Regions from separate parts of the Pan troglodytes genome. Here region 2 is linked to region 1. The links are chromatin contacts, called in public Hi-C maps. All regions are on one chromosome and are shown on one strand. The core of a region is the stretch at or near the end of the contact, and the rest is flanking DNA. Distances in the headings are between cores, read along the strand shown. Region 1 holds the start of PDHA2 (pyruvate dehydrogenase E1 subunit alpha 2). Region 2 has its middle 510 kb from the start of PDHA2.

What was found. Hi-C and Micro-C count contacts between places; a contact is called where the count stands out from the background.
Region 2: a Hi-C map of induced pluripotent stem cells shows a contact between it and region 1, with 2.4 times the contacts expected there. The contact joins the enhancer-like site here to the promoter of PDHA2 in region 1. A contact is called at or near these places in 2 of 7 Hi-C or Micro-C datasets (both in induced pluripotent stem cells).

Annotation. Positions count from the first base shown.
Region 1 is chr3:97,257,662-97,263,638 of NHGRI_mPanTro3-v2.0_pri, forward strand. It overlaps PDHA2 (pyruvate dehydrogenase E1 subunit alpha 2), which reads left to right and starts at 3,090. Exons shown (of 1, transcript XM_526637.7): 1 at 3,090-4,594. The coding sequence starts at 3,241. The coding sequence ends at 4,407.
Region 2 is chr3:97,766,024-97,772,000 of NHGRI_mPanTro3-v2.0_pri, forward strand. No RefSeq gene overlaps it. Among named protein-coding and RNA genes, the nearest start is that of PDHA2, 510 kb to the left of the region's middle. Within about 2 kb of position 3,773, at least 2 of the 24 cell types and tissues checked have an H3K27ac peak or open chromatin away from gene starts, as enhancers often do. A contact at or near this core is called in induced pluripotent stem cells, where this site is marked.

The DNA of each region.
Region 1 (5,977 bases), core at 1,840-4,339:
ATTAATCTATCCTGGATTTTTATTTTAATCATATTTCAAATATAGTAAGATCATACAAGAAAAAATATTGTTTGCCCAAGCCTCTGAAGTGTTCTGGAATAGCTTTGCTTATTGTAATATTAGAGAGAAACTTTGCTTGATTGTCATCATTTTTCAAAATATATGGTACTGACATTGTGTCTTTTCTCCAACGGAGAAATTCTTCTCAGAGTTTTATATATATAACTTGTAATTTTTGCACTAAGTTCTTACTCATCACTCTTAATTGCCAAATCTTAGAGCTATGAAAAAAATACACTGCCACTAATCATCTAATGAGATCTGATATTGCTTATCTAGAAAATATTCACTCTTTAACAGCTTTCTTCACTTAACATTTGGTGAAAAAGTGCAATAATTACTGAAGAAATGTAAATATCCTTCAAACATTCTCACTGTTCTTTTTCACACTTCCTTGTCTATTATTTAAAAAATATGTGTTATTGATGCCATGGGAGTGACACTTTTAAGATAAATTCAGAAATACCCCTGTAGGATCAACCATCAGACATGAAATGTGAAATTCTGTCACACTGGCATGAATGACTGCTACTATAATCACTGGCTCTTCTTTTATAGGGGTTTTTATTAATTAAATGTAAAGTCTGCCATTGGCCTTATAATAGTGCTCATCTGTTTTCCTTTAATTTCAAGTAGATTAAAAGTGAGATTTGGTGTTAATTAAAAACTTAGAATTTATGGGGTTTCTAATTGCAAATAACATTTCTGTGGTGAGTACGTAGATGACTTCTTAGTTCTGTTTGGTAATCAACATAGTATTGAACAAGGACAGGACAAAAAATAAATCATTTGAAGAAAAGAACACCATCATTGGCTCTATTGTCCGTGAACAGCTTGAATCCTATCTAGCTGGGGGGCATGTAAGAGGAGAAGCTCAACAGCTCAGGATAAACGTTTTACCCTGATGTCTGCAAATTTCATTCTTTCTTTGAAAAATGTAGATGGATTTGGAAGGATAGCAATAAAAGTCAAAAAGTCATTATCAAGATTAATCAGTTTAATTGAAATGCTTCAACACTGTTTGATTTCAGATGTCTATTTTTAAGGTGAATTTAGGATATATAGGGTAACTGATGACCAAGAGGTCTATGGGAGTTTCACATTTTATTATTTATTATCTTAACTAGAGCCTGTTGAGAAATTTTTTTTTTAAAAGGACATCTTCTGTGGGAACCCGTAGTACAGATATTTTCCAATTAGCATCTTTGTATGTTCTCTTCTGGCATGAGTCGGGTTTAGGCTTGACACACTGGGCTTTTAAGGGGAGCTCTATCTTTGCAGTCCAGGCTACATGTGACAAGATTAAATTGGCACACTTTACTGTACAGCTCTTGTGTTCCTGGCAGCACTGGCCTGGCTGATACCTCTGAGAGAAGGCTCAGCTGTCACTCACTGACCCATTAACACTACTGTTCTATCCTGCAGTGTCATTTTTCTCGTTCTTATGGAGATAATGCTCCCTGGAGATCTCCAATACCTGGAGGAATGAAAGAGAACAGCAGAGACAGGCTAACTATCAAAGAGGGAGCAAACAACACAGCAAGACCATGAATTCCAACAGTTGAATTTTCAATTGAGTGAAAAGATGAGGCCTATTATGATGGCTGGGTTCAGAAGGTGGGGAGACGATCAAGTTTTAAGAGGTATCTTAACTTTTTAACAAGCGATTTTCTCTTTTCTTCCTGAATATTAAAAGAAGTGCCCAAAATAACACCTGCAACTAGATATAGAGAAGGCAGCTGCTTTGAACATGTAATAGGGACATTTGGGTAAGAATTTATCATTTGCAAATAGGCAATGGATATAAAACAGAGCATGCATTAAGGTGAATGGCTTAATATTCTAAATAAAACAGGATCCCTAGTTAGGGTTGGCTTATTGGGGCACAAAATCGCCTTCCTGGTAAAAGCATAAAAAGAGAGAAATGATATGTGATCTTTGTATCCCTTGGTCTAAGGCTTCTCTTCTCTTGTGATTGAACGGTTTCCAGTGGCATAAGCAAACTCTGTTGCTCTCTTGTAGTCCAAACTGTGTATTGTTTGGTGGGTCACTTTATAAGAAGTTACACTTTCTAATGATTACTACATAAAAAGGCACTATAAGAACGTGTTTCTAGATTTCCTGGACTAAGGCTGGTCCAGTTTGATTGATATGAAAGCAAAATAAATAAATAAATAAATAAATACCACCTGAAAATCTATGGAAACCTGCTGAAGACATCTTTATAGAAAACCAAAAATAAAAAAAAAGAGGAAATAAACAAAAGGAAGAACAAAAGTGAAGTAGTTAGAAAATACGGATAAAAGTAGGTAAAACAGGGATTCAGAATTATTAAACAGAGTAAGGAAAAGTGGAATGCCACAAACTACAAACTTTTTACCACAATCTGCACCTCAACCCTCTCTCCCTGCTTCCAATTTTCCCACACCAAGCAAAGTTTATTACTGGGTTTAAATTGTTATCCTCAGGCCGAGGTTTGTATACACTTTCCCTCCCCACTTCAAGTGTCACAGGTGCTAGACGCCATCAGGATAAATGTGGCATATTGTTTGAGAGTACTGACTTTTCTTTAAAAGGGGTTTTTGTTAACGTGCGTGTGCTTGTTTTGTTTTTAAAGTTAATTAAGCTACAAATAATTTACAGCTTTGTTGTTACCTTAAAATACATATGGCACATTATGGAGCAGGATAAATATTCATACCTATTTTAAAGATCAAAAACAAGACATTAAAGAAATATTGGTAGGAAGAAATACCTTTGGACTAACTCTCAGAACTCTCATGTGCCTTAGGGACTGAGTTTGTTCCTTTCTTCTATTTGATACGCTTGTGGGGAAAGCTTGAGATACAGTGCTCCAGGGTTTAACAGGGAAAAGGGACTCAGATTATTGAGGTTCAGCAATGACGGCGATTAGGATGCCCTGTAGTTTGCCCAAGTCCTCCAGAAAAGGAAACCACTTTTAGTCTTCATTTTACAGCTGGCAGGCACTGTACAAATCAGTCAGCTCAGGCTGCGTGGCCCATGTCCCAGTGCTGTGCAGGACCTGCCTCTATCACCCGTGTGCACTGCCCGGATGGCGCCACGTGCATTGGAGCACCGGAAGGAGACGCGGAGCCGAGGCCAGGCCTTCCGGCGGTCGTTACGGGACGCCGCCGCCATCTACAGCACTCCGTAAAGAATATGCTGGCCGCCTTCATCTCCCGCGTGTTGAGGCGCGTTGCCCAGAAATCAGCTCGCAGAGTGCTGGTGGCATCCCGTAAGTCCTCAAATGACGCTACATTTGAAATTAAGAAATGTGATCTTTATCTGTTGGAAGAGGGTCCCCCTGTCACTACAGTGCTCACTAGGGCGGAGGGGCTTAAATACTACAGGATGATGCTGACTGTTCGCCGCATGGAATTGAAGGCAGATCAGCTGTACAAACAGAAATTCATTCGCGGTTTCTGTCACCTGTGCGATGGTCAGGAAGCTTGTTGCGTGGGCCTTGAGGCCGGCATAAACCCCTCGGATCACGTCATTACATCCTATAGGGCTCATGGTGTGTGCTATACTCGGGGACTTTCTGTCCGATCCATTCTCGCAGAGCTGACGGGAAGAAGAGGAGGTTGTGCTAAAGGAAAAGGAGGATCGATGCATATGTATACCAAGAACTTCTATGGGGGCAATGGCATCGTCGGTGCACAGGGCCCCCTGGGCGCTGGCATTGCTCTGGCCTGTAAATATAAAGGAAACGATGAGATCTGTTTGACTTTATATGGGGATGGCGCTGCGAATCAGGGGCAGATAGCCGAAGCTTTCAATATGGCAGCTTTATGGAAATTACCTTGTGTTTTCATCTGTGAGAATAACCTATATGGAATGGGAACATCTACTGAGAGAGCAGCAGCCAGCCCTGATTACTACAAGAGGGGCAATTTTATCCCTGGGCTAAAGGTCGATGGAATGGATGTTCTGTGTGTTCGTGAGGCAACAAAATTTGCAGCTAACTACTGTAGATCTGGAAAGGGGCCCATACTGATGGAGCTGCAAACCTACCGTTATCATGGACACAGTATGAGTGATCCTGGAGTCAGTTATCGTACACGAGAAGAAATTCAGGAAGTAAGAAGTAAGAGGGATCCTATAATAATTCTCCAAGATAGAATGGTAAACAGCAAGCTCGCCACTGTGGAAGAATTAAAGGAAATTGGGGCTGAGGTGAGGAAAGAAATTGATGATGCTGCCCAGTTTGCTACCACTGATCCTGAGCCACATTTGGAAGAATTAGGCCATCACATCTACAGCAGTGATTCATCTTTTGAAGTTCGTGGTGCAAATCCATGGATCAAGTTTAAGTCCGTCAGTTAAAGGGAGGCTACGTGTGAATTTATCATCAGTCTCTCAATGGAATGTTCACGGTCAAATTTAAGAAACTGTGTTCTCAACTCAAGGAGGAATAAAACTCATAAAACAAAAGCCTTGTAAGCATTTATTAAAAGAGATTATTAAAAGAGATTGAAAGACATGCATTCAATAAAAGTGATATTATATTCAATTATACTGTATATTTTTGCATTAAAAGATACTATATAGGTAATAATTTAGTGTGAATATCTTAAAGATTATTTTGAACTTATACAAGTCTAAAATAGGAAAAGGAGATTATTTAACTTCCCAAACTGTTTGTCATAACAGTTCCATTTGATTTAGCTTTATACTATTTTAATGCATTCTTTTCTTTAAAAGAAAGTTGTTTCCTGCTTCCCCTGCCATGGGTTTCTATGTAGAATCACCATCCTGAGGTAAGGAGATTACTTCAAGCTACTCAGGACACCTATGGATATGTAACCATTTACTTGAATTATCTAATAACGAATACAGTTTAGTGTAACAGTGTGCGCATGCGCACACCCACACACGTGGTGCTGAAGTTTGTTAACACTGACCGTTTTTCCAATAATATATGATATTTAACAGGGCAGGGGAGGAAGAACAAGGATTTTTTTTTCGTATTATTGTATCTTGTTACAATATTTTTAGTCTTTTAACCCTTAAGAAAAAATATAGCAAAAATTAAAATCTAGGGGAAAAACTGCATTCCGCTTTAATATTTAAGTTAAAGCTACTCTTATTTTGCAGTTCATTTATGCCCTTATATATTCTAAAATTTAATGGGCCATTCTGGTGAATTTCAGACTGAAAAATGAATAAACAGAGATGGTGATTCAAAGGAGTTAAGCAGAGGAGGTGACATTAATAAAAAGTTGAAAGTAAAATCTACCTTGCTTCTTACTAGCTATTAACCATGTGTTACTAATCACTACATGATCAACTATTTAGTATCTTTTAATGCAACAGAACATTCACAGATAACTTTTTCCAAAGGAACACACAACATGTCTTTTCTACAGTCCAGCACCATGTCAATTATCAAGTCATGATTTGGTGAAAGCAGTTTTACATGGTTATACTCGACTACTTAAAATCCTACTGAGCTTGGTGTTTGGTGTATGTTATTTTTCTGAGAGAGACTAAAAGCAGAAATGATAATTTGCCTGTGATTTAAGAATAGTAGGTGGAACATACCAAAACAGTCAAAGGTTAACCCTTTTTCTTTACTGTACAGCATCTACTTCTACAAATAGAACCTAGATTCTAAGAAATAAGAAAACCAAAAGCTCAGAGGCCTGGGAGAAGATGAACATATGTACATATATGTACAGGCTTAATCTCCGTATCTTCTCCCAAACAAGTTTAAACAGATAAGATAACCTAACATTCCTAATTCGGAAAGCAAAGATAAACATTGTTTTGCTTATATATAAGTGATATTACTAGCTAATATGTTTTGATTAGAACACCGCAGCTGTTCAGAGGTGCTTGGATTGGATTCCTACAATTAAAAACAAAAAAGGATTTTTCATACGACATTCAGAAT
Region 2 (5,977 bases), core at 2,523-5,022, 510 kb after region 1:
AAAAAGCTTCTGCAAAGCAAAAGCAGCAAGCATCAAAGAAAAGAGATAATCCATGGAAGAAATTTTAATATGGAAGAAAACAATGTTGAATGAGTTTCCAACATTTATGACTATTAGCCTTATATTAGCACATGGTCAGCATAGTTCAGGGAAGTTAAAACTACAGCGAAAAATTCATGTGCCTTTGGGCTTGAGTAGCCATTGCACAGTTTATAAGACAACCACAGAAACTGGATATTGGTTGTGGTGACTTAGAAAGTACACTGCTGGTGGGAATGCCAATTAGTTGAGCTACTGTAGAAAGCGGTTTGAAGATTTCTCAAAGAATTTAAAACAGAACTAACATTCAAGCCTGCAATGTCATTATTGGGTATTTACCCAAAGGAATATAAATTGTTCTACCATAAAGACTCATGCATGCATATGTTCATGGCAGCACTATTCACAATAGCAAAGTCATGGAATCAACCTATATGACCATCAGTGGTAGACTGGATAAAGAAAATGTGGTACATATGCATCATGGAATACTATGCCACCATAAAAAAGGAAAAACTCGTGTTCTTTGCAGGGATATAGATAGAGCTGGAGTCCATTAACCTAAGTAAACCAATCCAGGAACAGAATACCAAAACCATGTTTTCTCACTTATAAGTGGAAGCTAAACACTGAGTACATATGTACACAAAGAAGGCAACAATAGACACCACAGTTTACTTCAGAATGGAGGGTGTCAGTAGGGTGAGAATCAAAAAACTACCTATCAGGTACTATGCTTATCACCTGGGTGATGAGAAAATTTGTACATCAAATCCATTTGACCTGCAAGTTATCTATATAACAAACCTGCACATGTACCCTTGAACTTAAAAGTTTAAGAAAAAGAAATTATCGAATCTGAAGACTACAGAGAATAAGAAGATAAAGGGGAAAAAAAAAACCAAGAAATTAATGAGGACACACACAAAAAAGGAGAGATATTCCATACTCATTCATTGAAACAATTATTTATCAGTTAGCTAAAGATTTTTTTAGACAAATTATTATTAGGTAGCATACCTGTACTACTAAATGTGAAATAAATTCACTGTGTGCTGGTTACCAAATTGTCATCGGGGTTCTGGTGAGACAGAAAGTGCTTATATGTGGTAAATTACATGAAGCAGATTTATCGTTATAAACAGGCAGCAAGGGACAAGAGAGGCCTGGGATTCATTGTGAGCCAGCCCCACAAGACTTATGAAAGCTATGAAGGGTGGATAGAGTCTCCTCTAGATGTGCCCTATTCACACCACAGCTGAGGAAACCCAAAAAGCAGCTTTCCCAGATTTTATACCCCAGTGGCAATGTGACATGCTGGGCTAACATGTTGAGGGACATCCTGTTTCTAGGTGGGGATTGGAACAAAGCCTGGGCTGGTCTAGCTAGTCCCTCCTTGTCTCAGAATATTGCATTCCCATCACATTCTACAGTTTTTCTTGAGAACTACAGATGAGGAAATGGGGGAGAACTGGGTCTGTCACCTGGAGAACTGTCCTACACCAAAATGTTAAATGAAGTTATACAATTTACCAAAACTGATAGAAGATGAAACAGAAAGTCTGAATATGCCCATGACCTTTAAAGACATTGATTTTCTTATTAAAATAACTCTACAAAGAAAATCCCGTGCCCAAAAGATTCCATCATGCATTACATTAAAAAAACCACCATTTTATAAAACACACCTCCACAAAATAGCAAAGGCAACAACTCTCCCCAGCTTGTTTTCATCTCTAACATCTTTCTTTCTTTTTTTATTAACTTATGTAAAATATACATAGAAAGTATCCTGGAATTCTTGCTTCCTCACAAGTAAATTTGAGTAGTTTGCACATTAGACAATATTGCAGTTTTCTTCTTCGTGGCTACCTGGGCCCTTTCAGATCCAGCTCTTCCTGTAGCACATCACAGTAAAGAAGATTCAAGATTGAGGGTTGGTTTGTGAGAGTTGATGCCATTTTAGACCTTTATGTAAGCTCTTGGTCTTTCTTCACTCCAACATGCAAAAGATTGCCTGCATTTGGCATTTTAAGTTGCTTACACAAATTAATAAAATTGCTACTTGATTTCCATTTGGCTAGAGACCCTCATGTGTATATTTCTTCAGCCAGAACCCTGATGTGGAAGAGAAAGGAGTGCTTGGCCTTGAACCCCTAACAGTAAGTGCTAAATAAATGGTATCTGTTTTTGTTGTAGTTGGAACTGCATGCTCTAACAGGTTTTGAGCAGAGAGAGTAAAAAGAAGATTAAACATATAATTCTTAGCTTTCTCCAAATTTCTGTGTAGCATATTAAACTAAATATTTAAAGAAGGTATCTCCAACATTATCATTAAACATAATAACTGAGAGGAATGATGACACCTGTTCACTTTTTAAGACTAAAATCTTCTGATATTAGCTTGATTTAGAATGTTTATTCATTCTGTGAGGCTTATTCTCAAAGAGGAAGTGTGGAGGTTATTTTGAGAAACAAAATTAATGGCAAAAAATACCCTAGAAACTGCACGTAGCAACAAGGAAAAATGGTTTCTGAATAATGCTGAGAATATACAGAGAGATAAAAGCAGAGATCATGCACAAAACACATTTGAACAATGCTAATATCACAGTGAGATTATAAACATGAGAAACTAAAATGAAGTGGTTAAAAAAATTAAATTCAATTTAGAGTAAGATAGATATAAGTAGAGAAAAAACCAGCTATTCTTCATTCCCAATATTGATATGCTTTCTAGTTCCTCAAAAGGAAGGAGGGATTTCTGATAAAATTGTTCAAAGATCTAAGCCATCCAGTAAGTTACATTTTACTCATAAGAAGCTGATTCACCCTTTTTATTTCTCTCCATGTGGCCGGGGCTTATGACCTTGCTAAGCTGTTTCCTTTCTTCTCTGCATGCAGTGGGGATAAATAAGTTGAGCCAGGGACCATTATAAATAAACCAGATTTCTTACTTTCTTCTAAATATAATAAAATATTTAAGGAAGATCCCTGTTCCCTGAAATGGTTTTGATTTCTTTGGATACAAGCATTTCAATATCCTCATTTTTTTTTCATTTCTGCTATTTTATGGCATTCCATTCATAAACATTCCTTTGAGTTGGATTTAAATCATGCTGTTGAATCCCCTAAATTTCTATGTGACATAAAGGATTAACAAATAATGCATTTCTGTCACATCAAAATTACATTCAGTTTGTGGGAAAGTAATTTGAAATAAATTCTGTACCATAGTGGATCTACTCAAAGCACACAGAAATATTCAAAATGAAATTCCATGTATATTTTAGATATTTTCTTCTAGAGACGGATTTTTAAAAGCCTAAATTTATGACCCAAACTACTAAAATCAATTCCTCATCTTAAACACAAAACTAAACTACATTTCCCAGCTTTCCTTGCAGTTAGATATGATCATATGACCACAGGGTAATCAGTGGATTGCAGATAAAATGTTGTTTGCCACTTTCAAGCCCATTATAGGATACCAAAATATGCTACCCAAAAATATGCATCTTTGGCTTAAGGATGATTTTGAGCTGATTTTTTTTTTTTTTGAGAAACTACAGACAAGGGGAAGCTCTGAAATTAGAGTAGAAATTATCCTTTTGTAAGAAAAATTTGCACCTATAAAGGAAATTTCCATTTGTAAGGGAACCCTCCCACTCTGCTCCAGGGAGAGATGAATGACTCTAAATTATTAGAAAAGCTTGTCAATGTAGAAGGCACAGACTTAAATCTGCACAACAAATCTTACCCTTGTTTACTGTGCTTTTCCTGGTCACCTCCCATAGTTGCACTATCACCCCAAGGCCTTTCTTTCTTTGTTTCAGTTGAAGTCTGAACTCTAAGGCACCTCTTTAAAATGTACTCACTTCTCTGGGTATCTCTCGGGTATACATTAGGTATACATGTTAATAAACTTCTGTTTATTTCCTTTCTTGTTAATCTGTTGTTTGTTACTGGAGAATTCAGAACTCAAAAAGTGTAGAGAGAAAACAATTTTCCCTCCCATGCAACATAAACCTCTCCCATATATGATCCACTGAGATCTTTTTCATTTTCAGCTGGTTAGAATGGAGATCACCCACATAGCAAACTTGGAAACCTTGTGTTGAGCATGGCAGAATAACACTGTGGAATAAGCTAGACTTGTACTATGACTTGAAGAAGAATTACCTAGTAATTGGAACTATCATTTTGGACTTCATATGTCATACCAATAGATATAATTTTTGTAACTACCATGTTTTGAAGGTTTATCATCATATTTTAATGAAGGCAATGTAAAATAAAAGTAAAATAAATCTAAATATGTCTTAATAAATTACCTGCAATGTTAAAAACATAATGTATCTTAAGGGAAAGAGATAAACTAAATGCCACTTCAGTTGTTGTCCTTTTGGGAGATCATTCTCAATTGCATTTGTTCACAAATGCCTGTCTCTGTATCATCCCTCTGGGACTTGGAAAACAACAGGGGACCACTGAGAATATAAAGCTCATGCTGCCTGCTGTGCTATGCATAATACAGTCCATTACCTCTAGTGTCTTCTGACATGTATAAAACTGTAAGAGGCTAACATGCTAGCTTGCATATAGGATAAAATCTCAAATTACTCACAGTTCTTGACAGTTTTCTCCAGATATTTAAAAAATCAAGTTAGGTACCATGTTTCCATGTCAAAGTAGATGAAATGTTGCTTTTTGTTTTCTTGGCCTTTTTTGTCCACTGTCCTCCTTGTTCGCCCCACCAACACAAACAGATATGCTGGATTTTCTTCACAGAAGAGTAGCAGGAATGCAAATTTATGAACGGAAATCACATGTGCTTAATAAGAGTTGAAATTAAAATAATAATGACAATGATGGTGATGATGATTATAACCAGGAGACTTTGTGCATAATAGTCATTATTATAAGAACTTCGTATATATGAACTCATTTAACACGCCACCACTATAAGTAGGGAGTACTGTTATCTCCATATAAAGTTGCCTATAACTAGTAATTTCAGATTTTTGAGGACTTGAGAAAAATGGTTGTGCTGTAGACATGACTAGATGCATCAGACAGCACCAAATGCCAACCACAGGCCAGATGCTTAGATGCCGTCACATATCATAGCTGCCAAACAACCTCAGAAAAAGATGCCACCCCTGATGGGGAAGGGGATAAGCGAAGAAACTTGCATTGATTCTGCTTTTAAATTTTGTGGTCATCTAAAGTGGCTGAGAAATCAGAATCATAACAAAAAGAGGAATTTCTAAAACTGAGGATTTGTTTTGTTTTGTTTTGTTTTTGCAGTGAGGGCTAGTGATGGACATTAAGTGCAATTACCATGGCTGGTAGTGATTATGACTAGAATTAGAATAAGGATAGCAAATGCCATGAGCTCCTTAAATACCAGATCTACAAGGAACAGAATGATCAGGCTACATATTAAAGAGTAAAGAAGAAAGCCTACTTTTAAGTAGCTCAATAAAGGTAAGATTAGGAAGGCAATTGTTTTAATCAATTTGTGTCTCTCCTCATTTTATTTGAAAAGAACATAGTTATGGGATATTATGAGATTCTCTTTTACCAAATTTGTGCTTCCATAGTTTAGCAAATTACATTAGACTTGGATCTTTTTCTCATCTTTATCCAATCACCCTCTCACTTATGTCCTAGAATCTCCACAATCCTACAGGTTCACATATCACTCCTGATGTTACTTTTCTTCTCTGAATCACCCAAGGTAGGCTTGAGCATGAAATGATGGTATAATCAGAAGGTATTTGGGACCCCCTCTTAAACATTGAACCCCACATCAATAACTTCCCGAATCGGATATGGAGAAAACCTAGGAAATTGGTTAAAACAATTACCTCTTTAGTCTTACCTGCATTGACCCGCTTAAAAAATAGGATTTCTTCTTCTTTATCTATTAATA